3 separate regions of the Gossypium hirsutum genome follow, and all the other regions are linked to region 1. Evidence: chromatin contacts called from public Hi-C data. All regions are on one chromosome and are shown on one strand. The core of a region is the stretch at or near the end of the contact, and the rest is flanking DNA. Distances in the headings are between cores, read along the strand shown. Region 1 holds the start of LOC107951438 (mitogen-activated protein kinase kinase kinase 1). Region 2 holds the start of LOC107951435 (transmembrane protein 50 homolog). Region 3 holds the start of LOC107951434 (serine hydroxymethyltransferase 7).

What was found. A called contact is a pair of places that touch in the nucleus more often than the background predicts.
Region 2: a contact with region 1 is called in a Hi-C map of leaf, with 5 times the contacts expected there. The contact joins the promoter of LOC107951435 here to the promoter of LOC107951438 in region 1. A contact is called at or near these places in 18 of 34 Hi-C or Micro-C datasets (anther, callus, hypocotyl and 3 more).
Region 3: a contact with region 1 is called in a Hi-C map of leaf, with 2.4 times the contacts expected there. The contact joins the promoter of LOC107951434 here to the promoter of LOC107951438 in region 1. A contact is called at or near these places in 12 of 34 Hi-C or Micro-C datasets (anther, callus, hypocotyl and 2 more).

What each region holds. Positions count from the first base shown.
Region 1 is chrA02:15,269,281-15,272,956 of Gossypium_hirsutum_v2.1, forward strand. It overlaps LOC107951438 (mitogen-activated protein kinase kinase kinase 1), which reads right to left and starts at 1,343. Exons shown (of 9, transcript XM_041085349.1): 1 at 127-1,343. The coding sequence starts at 1,133.
Region 2 is chrA02:15,418,149-15,421,917 of Gossypium_hirsutum_v2.1, forward strand. It overlaps LOC107951435 (transmembrane protein 50 homolog), which reads right to left and starts at 1,430. Exons shown (of 4, transcript XM_016886501.2): 1 at 1,076-1,430; 2 at 880-967; 3 at 1-55. The coding sequence starts at 1,208.
Region 3 is chrA02:15,462,871-15,466,836 of Gossypium_hirsutum_v2.1, forward strand. It overlaps LOC107951434 (serine hydroxymethyltransferase 7), which reads left to right and starts at 1,495. Exons shown (of 5, transcript XR_005907764.1): 1 at 1,495-2,686; 2 at 3,954-3,966.

The sequences.
Region 1 (3,676 bases), core at 93-2,592:
CACTTCCTAACCCCAGATGCTTGAAACAAAAGATAAAATAAGGTGCCCAAAGATAAAATAACTTGCAACAAAAGCTACTAAATGAAAATGGATGTTATATTATAGGCAGAGTATCAAATCACTTACTCAGAAATCCCTTCGTAAACCGATCCAAATGATCCACTTCCCAGAAGCTCACCTTTCTCCCAATAAGTAATTGTCCTTTTGAACCTACCGTTAGGAGAAATATTTGACATAGGCTCTGTTGTAGTACTCGAAGAATCATCATCATTCGAAGTTGTGAAAGAACAAGACTCTGAAAGCACCGCATTGTCTCCTATTCTCATTAAATTTTCCTCCTTAGTATTTCCCTCATTAAACCCACCGTCCTCTCTTTTATATTCTTCGTCATCGGAAGACGAATGTGAGTTAACCGGAATCGCACACCCTCTATCGTCATCGGGGCCGAAATCCCTAAACAGATCCCAGGTGGAGCAGCCGTTATCGATCGCTTTTAGCTTCATTCCCGGAGGTGGCTTTAAAAACGGTGGCTTATCCCCTTTAATTCCACTATTCCCTCCTCCAACAACAACATTCGAAACGCAAGACGTGCTTGACTTCAATTCGGTTGTCGTAGTATTATCCACCGCAATTTTATCAGAAAAGCAGCATTCCCTTTTCGACTCGGACGAGTCCTTCCGAGTCAACTCAGTAGCCAAAACCCTCTCAGCCAATTCATCTACTGTTACTTCAGCGCCGGCGCCGCCTTTTACTAGAGCTGTCTCTTCTTTAGGACTATCCAACCGGTTTAATCTGGACCGAGGCAGAAGATCCGACGACGATCTGATCTTACGGGCCTCCCAGGCGGCGGTCGGGATTGAAAAATCTTCAGGACCATTAAGGCCCAAGCTCCGACAAATTCGATCGAGCTCTCCGTCGGTTCCTTCGAGACGAAAGCTTGTTTGATACAAATCGAGCGATCGTGTGACTAGAGGAGAAGAAGAAGAAGAAGAATCATCGAGAGACGAACAAAACGAGCCCGCATCGTAATCGATGTCCTTCGCTGCATTGCGTCGCTCGAGTCTAGGTTTTCTTCTGCTCCTTTTCGAGTCCATGGCGACTCTATTGCTAAAGAATCGAGGTAAGTGATGCATGTGGAACAGAATCCATCAAAATTCAAAAAAAAAGCTAAAGCAGCATAGGGTTTCCGAAAATATCAATTTAAGAAAGAGAAACGCTTTTGTTCTTTTTCTCCGTAACTTTCCTGGGAAAATTTAGGTGAGAAAAATTGGGAGCGAAAAGCGGCTGACCTAAAGAGAGAGAAAAAAAACGTGATAATGGTAGACAGAGTGGCTGGCTAGTAAACGCCGTCGGAAGAGAGAGAAATAAAGAGATTATACGCGTCGCCACGTGTCGCTTGCAAGAAATTTTTAAATCTTTGCATCCAAGGATTACTTTTTTATCCAGTTAGCTCCTTCAGTTTGTAAATTTTATTTTGGATTGTAATCACTAGGCCGTTTGTAATCGAATAGTTGCTTAGACTGTCCATTTGAAATAGTTTAATATTTATAGTTACTCATATTTGTATTTATATTTTAATTGTATGATATTGATTATATTTAAAAAAATGTAAATTAATCATATATATTAGATTAAAAAATAAATTGATTATTTTGTATATTAAAAAATTGATGAATATTTAATAGAAAAAATTGAATTGTTCTTTAATTTAACGTATAAGAATTAATTTATCTAAATTTTAATAAAAATATAAAATATAATTTGATTTCTAATATAAGAATCTTCATAATACTTTTATCGTAAATTTGTCGCCACATGAATAATAAGCTTATACCCAAATTTATTGTGTTGGAGTTACAATTTTTTTTTTAAAGTCCCACAACTATAATACATATACAAATATATATATATATATATATTTATGATCAATCGTAATATAAAACTTAACCAATATACAATACAACAAAGAAAGAATAAGATTCAAACCTTTTAAGGTCTAGTGCCTTAGCTTTTGCTAATAGTGTCTTTAATCTAATCATTGTCTGAGTCACTTGTCCAAGTTCGAGGGCTTATTTGAAAAGTAAGAGAATTTAGATAAAATATAAACTTGAAAAATAGGGTTGGACAAAAAAATAAGACTAATTCTCTAAACAAGTTAAGTTTCAGGTAAAATTATTTTTGTTCAGGATCGAGCCAGTCAGAATTAGTTGTTTTGTGGTTGTTTCATTATTGTTTTGCTTTCATTTTATTATTATATTGCTATTATATTATTATTATTGTTTAGATATTGTATAACTCATGTTTTATTATTAAATTTGCAACTTTGCTAAGTTACAACTATCTTAGTGTTTTTTAAGTATAAAGGCTTTTCTAATGTATTTTTAATTTGTTAGGAAATATTTATTTTAATGTATTTAATGTGTTATATTTTTAAGTTTATTTTTATATAAAAATAATTTTAAAAAATAAATACGGGCTAGACAGATTAGATTCAGATTTAGTATTTTTAATTTGAATAAAACTTAAACATAATTTTAAGTTTATTTTTCGTACCAAACTGAATCTAAACCTAAAAAATAAATCTTAAATTTTATATTGACCAGATTAGGTGTGTAGTGTCTAAACCTCATGAACAAAGATTAGATATTTTTAAATAAAATTTTGACTTCAAAATTTATAAATAAAAATCAAATTTTTTTAAAAAAAAATTGATATCAAATATAGAAAGATGTGTATAAAAACAAAGGGGTTAATGGTCTACAGCGGCTGGCATCAAAAGTAGACCAACATGGATATTCGTCATTATCCTTGGTAAATGTGTGAATTTGCGTAATGTTAAGAGTATGGTGAGATTTATACTCTAAAACAAAATCTATCTCTACTGGAATTGAATTAGTGTAATGCTATGTGAGTGGAGCCATCCACTCTAATTTTAATTTGATTCAATTGGAATCAAGATTTATTTATAAAATTTTAGTTAACTCATTCAATTCACATTTACATCATACCATATTTTTTAAGGTTGAGTTAAGTTGTAATAAAATTTTAGGTCCGATTGATAAGTTTGGCTTTAGCTCAGTTTGAAAAATAAGTTTAAATATTTGTTTAAGTCTAGCCTGCTTGTATTAATTTTTTAATTTTTGTTTTTATATAAAAAAATTAAAAAATATGATATATCAAATATACTAAAAATATTAAAATAAAAATTTTCTAACAAATTAAAAATAAATTAAAAAAATATTTGTACTTAAATAACAATAAGATAAGTACAACTTAACAAGCAAATACCTCTAAAATAGTAGCAAAATTAACAATAAAACAAGTGTTATACAATATCCAAACATTAACAACAAAATAGTAATAATATAATAATAAAATGGTAGCAAAATTGTGTCAAAAAGTGGGAAAACAACAAAACATGAAAGAATAAGGATTTTTTTAATGAAAATTGGAGCCAACCCAAACTCAAAAAAATCTTATCTGAGGCTCAATCCATTTTCTAAACAGGCCTATATTTTTGTCCAAACTCTCTCATTTTTCGAGCGAGAGTGGGGCCGAATGACCCGACCCATGAACAACTCTATTTTTATTTAAGTGGTAAAGTTGAAAGTTTAAATATTATATGGGTTTTAAGTTCAAATCTCATTATATGTAGATTTTAATAGTGTAACTTTAT
Region 2 (3,769 bases), core at 180-2,679, 150 kb after region 1:
AGCAGCTAGTGAGACAAAGGATACAACATAAGCAAAGAAGAGCCAGAGCTTCAACCTGTTGTAATCACGGATTAGCATCCATTAGCCCAAAACAAGCAATCTTATAGCAATTCTCATAAAAGGAATCTAGAGTTAGAATATATAGCAGAACATTTACTAGGATGGTCAGCAGATTCGTTGGGACATCTAGAAATGTGCCACATAAACAATCTTAATATAAGCAATAAACACAATTACATGAACACCAAGGCGCATGGCAAGAAAACAAAACAAGATAGAATGTGCATCAAAAGCATAAACACCATTAGCAATTCCCAATTGCTTTAATTCAAATAAAGCCCTAGTACCAAATCCAGAATTCTAATCTCTACAAGTGCCGATGAATAGATCAGCTTATTAAGTACCACTAAACACAAGGATGAACAGGACAAACCATGCATAACGCATATTGTTAGCCGATATAACACCCTCACCCTCACCCTCGGATAATTGCATCAATACATGGTGCAAACTTCTTTACATATACTACTGAAAATTTTCAATTCATAAAGAAACGATTATTGTCAGGCTTATGATTGAATCCGAAGAAATATGCTTATGGAATTCGGAGTTCAAAAGTAATCATTACAAAATCAATAAACCTCGTTTCAAGTAGCCATATGAACAAAAGCAACTCAATTTCACCAGAAAGTATCACAACTCAGAGCAAATAGTAAAACCCTAACTAAGTACTTAACTTTCAAAACACTGGCAAAATTATTATAATTTTAGCAAAATTCAGTAATAGAATGTATAATCAAACTCTGTAGAGCATATGGAAGGCAACTTCTCGGGGAAAAAAGCTTCAATTAAAATAGGTAAGGAAAAGAAATAGCTAACCTCCACTCGCCTTCATCATAAGGAGAGTAATCAATATCCTCTTTCCTAACGCAATTGAACATCAAAGCCGCGATAGAAGCAAATATTCCTAAATAAATAAATAATAATAATGATGAGCCATATAAACATTGATAATAAGAAATTAGAAAGGAAGCTGATAAATTAATGGAAGAAAAAAAGGTGAAACACGATGTACCAGGTAAATAGTGGATGAAAGAGACATTGACGGAGCTGCATACGACGGCGTCGATCCAAAACCACCAGCCAGCACCGAACACTGCGCCAGCGACGCCGGGACCGAAGATCGCCCACAGTTCCCCTAACTCCATTTGATTGATTGTTCTCCGATCTAATTAATTGACTAATAATTGACGAGGAACAAAAAGGAAAGAGAGAAAACTGTACAGCTAATATTCTGAACATTATTTTCCACTCTTATCGAGTTGTAGGCCACCAGCCCGATCGGGAAATCCGAGAAAGAGTTTGAGTAAAATATAAGATCTGTTTAAAAAATGAGTTGAGCTTTGGTAAAGTTTTTTTTGCTGAGGTTCAGCCCAATTCTGCCTGAATTTGTAATAAAAAAATCTTATTGTTTTGTTACTGTTTTTTCTTTTTCTTTTTTTTTTCTCATTTTTTACTATTATTATGCTAACATTTCACTATTATATTATTTTAGTGTTATTTAATTATAAATATTTTCTTAATTTGTTTTTAATTTATAAGGAAACATTTATTTTAATATTTTTAGTATTTGGTGTATTATATTTTTTAATTTTTTATATATAAAAAAAAAATTAATATGGTTGGGCTCAAGTTTTAGCATTTTTTATCCAAGCTAGGCTTGGATAAAATTTTAGGCTATTTTTCGGGCTGGCCTGAGCCTATCAATCAAGCCTAAAATTTTGTTAAGGCCTAACCCTAACTTGACCCGATCCATGGACAATTCTACTTATAACTCCATTTTGTTGATGTGTATATTTATGAAAACTTTTATTTCATCTAAAAATAAATGTATTAAACCTAAACTACACTCAATATCACTAAATTATTAATAAATTTATACTTTGATTATTTAATTTTAAAAAGATACAATTGATCATTGAACCATTTGAAAATTATAAGTTGGTCACTATCCCATTATGTTCCTAACCAATGTTAGATGTGGGGATGAGTCAGTTTACACTTTGGTCACTCTTGTATTAGTAAGTTTACAATTTGGTCAATTAAATATTAGTAAAATTATAATTTGGTCACTTGACTATTAGCAAATTTACAAGTCATTCTGAGTGTTATTTAGTGACCAAATTGTAAACATACTAATAGTTGAGTTACCAATTTCTAAACTTACTAATAGTTGAGTGACCAAATTGTAAACTTACCCATCCCCACATCTAGGAACTTAACAGGTGACCAACTTGTAATCTTCGTATAATTTAGTAACTAATTTGAATATTTTTTAAGTTGAGTAACTAAAGTGTAAACTTAGTAATAGTTTAGTTATCTTGGATGTAGTTTACCTAAGTACTAATTTAGATCATGCTAGCAAATTAGTATTTATCAAAGGGTAAACTACACAGATAGTCACCGAACTATAAAAAATTCTCATTTTAGGCACCGAAAAAAAAAGTTTACAATTTAGGCACCCACATTACATAGTTTGTTCATTTTTGTCACTCTCTTTAAAAACTCTAATGATAAATTATTTCTAAAATTTTGATTTTCCACATAATATAAGTAAAATAAAAACTTATTGTTTTAGTCCTCAATCTTTTAATATAAATGAGGTTTAATCTTACTTTAAAAAATAAATTTTAACCATAATTTAAAAAAAAATTCTCTTTCACATCCCCAAATTTCCATGACCAAAAATAAAAAAATCAAATCTATAGATTTCTCTTTTTGTGATTTGTTTTATCTAACTTGGCTATTGCTAGATCTGAATGGGTCGGGTCACCCGTCCAAGCCCGAAAGCCCGCTTGAAAAGTGGAAGGGTTTGAGTCAAAATATAGATCTGAAAAATAGGTTTGGACAAAATGATAAGGTTCATTTTCTAAATGGGTCGAGACTCAGGTAGGATTTTTTTTCCTAGGCTCGACCCTGCCCAAATCAGTCTTAACTTTCTTTTTTGTTACTGTTTTGCTGCCATTTTGCTATTATATTGCTACTATTTTGTTGTTATTGTCTGGATATTGTATAACTCTTATTTTATTGTTAATTTTGCTACTATTTTAGAGGTATTTAATTACTGCGTTGTAACTATTTTATTGTTATTTAAGTATAAAGATATTTTTTAATATATTTTCAATTTGTTAGGAAGAAGAAAAATAAAGTATAAACTTTCTCATATTTTATATTCCTTTTTGCTTCCTTTTTTAGTTTTCCCTTCTAAATGGTAAAAAATAAAGAAGTTTTGATAGAAGAAGAAAACCACATTCAAACAATTGAAAAAAAAAAAAGTCCCAGCCAAATAACACAATATTCTTGGTCTGTTATTCCCCTTCATGGATCAGATTCAACAAGTTAGACATAACCCATAACCAACAACAATCAAGACCAAAATAGAAATGGTTTCTTGAATTGCATATAAATTGGAGAGAACCCAAAACTTCAATTGCAAATCCTCGATGATTTTTCTTTTTTTTTTTAAAGCTAAAACAAAAATCAATGAAAAAAATTGGGTTTTCTCAAAGGAAGAGAAATTAAGAAAAATTGAAGGTAAAAAAATTGAATACTTCTTTTGGGTTGATCTGATTTCTGTAGAGCTTATTGTGGATAAAGATCGTGTTTGAGTTCACTATTTATTAGTTCATCCTATCGTTCTTTCTTATCTAAGCATAGAGTTGTCATTTTTTGTATTGTGTATTTCCTCAATGCATTAATAAATCTCATA
Region 3 (3,966 bases), core at 245-2,744, 190 kb after region 1:
AAAAAATATAATTATCAGAAGGAAACTCAAATTGACGAAATTATATGTTTTTTTAAAATAAAATTTAAAGAAAACTCAAATGGATTATGAAATTAGAGTTTCTTATAATCATCCCAAATTGTCCCTTAGACAGAAAATAAATTTCTTTTCCATGGTAGTCCCCAAAAATAATTCCCAACACACTAAAATTCAAAACTAAAAAATAAATTCTTTGTTTATTGATATTTATTTTAATACGAAAAGAAAGAAGTTGAGATCTATTCAATTTTTTAGTTTCTTTTGCTCAAATCAATTGTTCTTTTCTCTCTTCTTTTTCTACAGTCTTGTAATTTGTAAATATGTTCAACCAGCAGTTAAAATTGATTCTGTCCAAAATTAGTCTATTACTCTAATTATAAAACCCTTGTTTTCAACTTTTAAATAATATTCATATTTTTTGGACGCTACTATTTGAAAATGTTACAATATTGAATGTTATTTATAATGGTTTTTTTTTATTTAATAGAATTATAATAGTAATTAAATGATTATTAATTTAAAATAATATCTATTAATTATTATAATTCAAACAAATAAATATAAAAATATTAGTAAATGTAATTTATGTCAAATGATAGCTTGTGAAGTAATGAGCATTCCTGTGAAAACATAATAAAAATTGGTTAACCAAGTCAAATGATAGCTATTTCGTCTTAATTGTTGGAATACTACTTCTTTTGAATATATTTTTATATGTTTAAATCGATTGTCATGTTGGAATATTACTTTTGAATTAATTTTTTATATGTTTAAATTGACTATTACATAACACTTCTAATTGTAGCTTGCCCCTTCCCCAAGATTAATATATTGGCTCCGCCACTTGTAATTTATAACACAAAAAATTAAACCTATAGTAGTATATGTTACCATGATGTAAACATTAAAAAATGTTAAGTTACTTATATATAAAATTTTAATAAATGAAAAATATATAAAATTATTAAAATTTAAATTAAAGTTAATATAAATATTTTAAAAACAATATAAGTAGGCCTCAAATTAGCATACGCCAATCATTTATAAATGTAAATTGATTTGAATAAAATTTTAAGTTATTAGTTCAAGTTGTACTGAATAAATATAAAATGTATTAATATTTAAAGACAAAAAAGTAAAATTGATTAAGGGAGAGAAAAATGAAAAAATATTTTGAAAGATAGAAAATACAATTTTATCATGATTTTCTAAAAACTAAAATTATTTGGTAACAATGGCAGCCTTCCATCACCAGAATTATTACATCAATTTTTTATCTGATTGTTTAAAAAGAATGAACCTAGCCGTCATTCAATCTGCATGAGTTTACAAACCAAGTGAACCATTCTTCGTACGCCACCTATCTTCCATTTTGTCCACGTGCAATCTTACCGGAACAAGCCGGTATGCCCTACTTGCTATCCCCGGTCAACAAAACGTTCCATTCTTCAAAATCTCATCTACCTTCATTCAACCACATCTTCGTCAACCACCTGTCTTCCGGTAACCCACCTCCCCTCCTTGCCTTTTCTAAGGTTTCAGTTTCAGGGACTCATTTGTAAACACACACGCAAAATTTATTTATACATATTCTATGGGAAGCTCTGTTTGTGCGAAGCATCGTTATTTCCGTTATTAGGAATTTCAACTCCTCGGGAAAAGTTCCCCCAAACACTTCAAAAATTTCCCTTTTAGGGTTTCAATGGATTTATTTCATACTAAATCGGGTTTGTCCCTGGGTTTTACTAAATCCTCCATTGCGGATGATCCGATTTCGCTTCAAATGGACACCACCTTTCGCTTCTCCGTCTCACCCGTTCCGTTACAGTTGTTCGAGGAAAAAGACGACGGCCACCGTGAAAATCGCATCGAAAGTGATGAAGAAATTAGGATTTGGGGGCAGTCTATGTGTGTGAAAAGACAAAGGGATCCTAAACCTCTTCCAAATCCTTGTAAACGGTTTGCTCCCGACCCCGGTCTGGACCAAAGACGAGCCGCGGTCAGGTCGTGGGGAAACCAACGGCTACAAGAGGCCGATCCTGAATTGAGTGAGATCATGAACAAGGAAAAGCAGAGGCAATTCTTAGGAATTGAGCTTATTGCTTCTGAAAACTTTGTGTGCCGAGCTGTGATGGAAGCTTTGGGAAGCCATTTAACAAACAAATACTCCGAAGGAATGCCTGGAGCGAGGTACTACACGGGCAATCATTTTATTGATCAAATCGAAAGCCTATGTCAAGATCGTGCAATGGCAGCTTTTAATCTTGATTCCGACAAATGGGGAGTCAATGTGCAGCCTTATTCGTGTACTTCTGCAAATTTCGCCGTTTATACGGGACTTTTATTACCTGGTGATCGGATGATGGGATTGGATTCGCCCTCTGGAGGGCATATGAGCCATGGATGGTATATGCCGGGTGGGAAGAAAGTCTCTGCTGCGTCGATATTCTTTGAGAGTTTTCCTTACAAGGTGAATCCTCAAACAGGGTTTATTGATTATAATAAGCTTGAGGAAAAGGCGCTTGATTATCGGCCCAAGATTCTAATTTGTGGTGGGAGTTCGTATCCTAGGGAGTGGGATTATGCAAGGTTTAGGCAAATTGCAGATAGATGTGGAGCTGTTTTGATGTGTGATATGGCTCATATTAGTGGTCTTGTGGCAGCCAAGGTTTGAAAATTTTCTTGTTTAAATTACTTATTAGTTTGATGTTTTGATTGTAGTTCAAAGGTTCTTTTCCACGAGTTAAGGTTTCTTGCAATTTGTTTGGTGGATAGGCTTGAGGTAAATTACTTAACTAGTCTAGAAAAAGTATTAATCACTTAGATACTACTGGGGTTAACTTACAAGCAGCATTGCTGTTGGTAAACATCAAGTAATGTATTACTGTTTGCCTGTCAAATATGCTTGTGATTCACACAGCCCAACCTTCGATCCCATGCAGACAGAACCACACATGCTCAGATTTACATTTAACAAAGACCTGAAAGAAAAGGCACATTACTTGCATTCTGGGGAGAAAGCTTGAGCTTATTTGGCAGAAACCAAATCCTGTCAGCCTGTGAATTTGTATATCCAAACAACATAACTTATTGATGTTGAACCAAGGGTAAACCTATCTATTAGATTTTTTGAGATGGACTGATTTATCATATACTATTATGAACTGTGAACTATCTGACTTTATGGATCTTCTAAAATTTTCTTTGTTTTCTTTTCCGTTCCTAAAAACTTTTGAGTTTATTAGAATTGGTAATATGTCAATGTAAACACATATGCATTGGGTTTATATACGAATAAATGTAAATAGATCTCATCCTTTGTACTTTTGTACTTGTTAGTCATGGCAATGTGATGTTTCATTCCTTTTGTTCTTTTCTCCTTTTGGTCGGATGAGTCTAATTATTTCAGAAAAAAGGAGATTTTTGGAAGACATGTAAGGATAGGATTTATATTTTGACTGTTGTAGTGATGGTAAAGCATATGAATTTCATAGTTTCCGGTTTCCCTTATGCTAACTACATTTAGGAGAGCTCTATTTGTTTGAATACTTTACTGTTGCTAGCTCAACCGTGATATATATGAAATTCAAAGTTATACAATTTACAAACTGTTGATTTTTTTACAGGGTGTTTTTCTTCTCAAAGTTCATAAATCTAGTTTGTTAGGGTTATTTATGTACAAATTAACAGGAACAACTGTGTGACTTTCAGGCTTGAACTGTTAGAATTGTGTGCTAAGTTATTGTTTGAGTTGTCTCCCCACACCCCAAAAAGAAAATAAAATCCATTTGATATGCCTCGGCCCTTGTAAGAATATAATAGCTTCAACTTATAATGGCTCTTCATGTTGGTGAATCTTTCAGTATTTGTTTTTTAATGCAAGGCAATTTTGTGTTCTTACTCCATATTGGCATGTTTACCCTTGTACATTACAGGAATGTGCTAGTC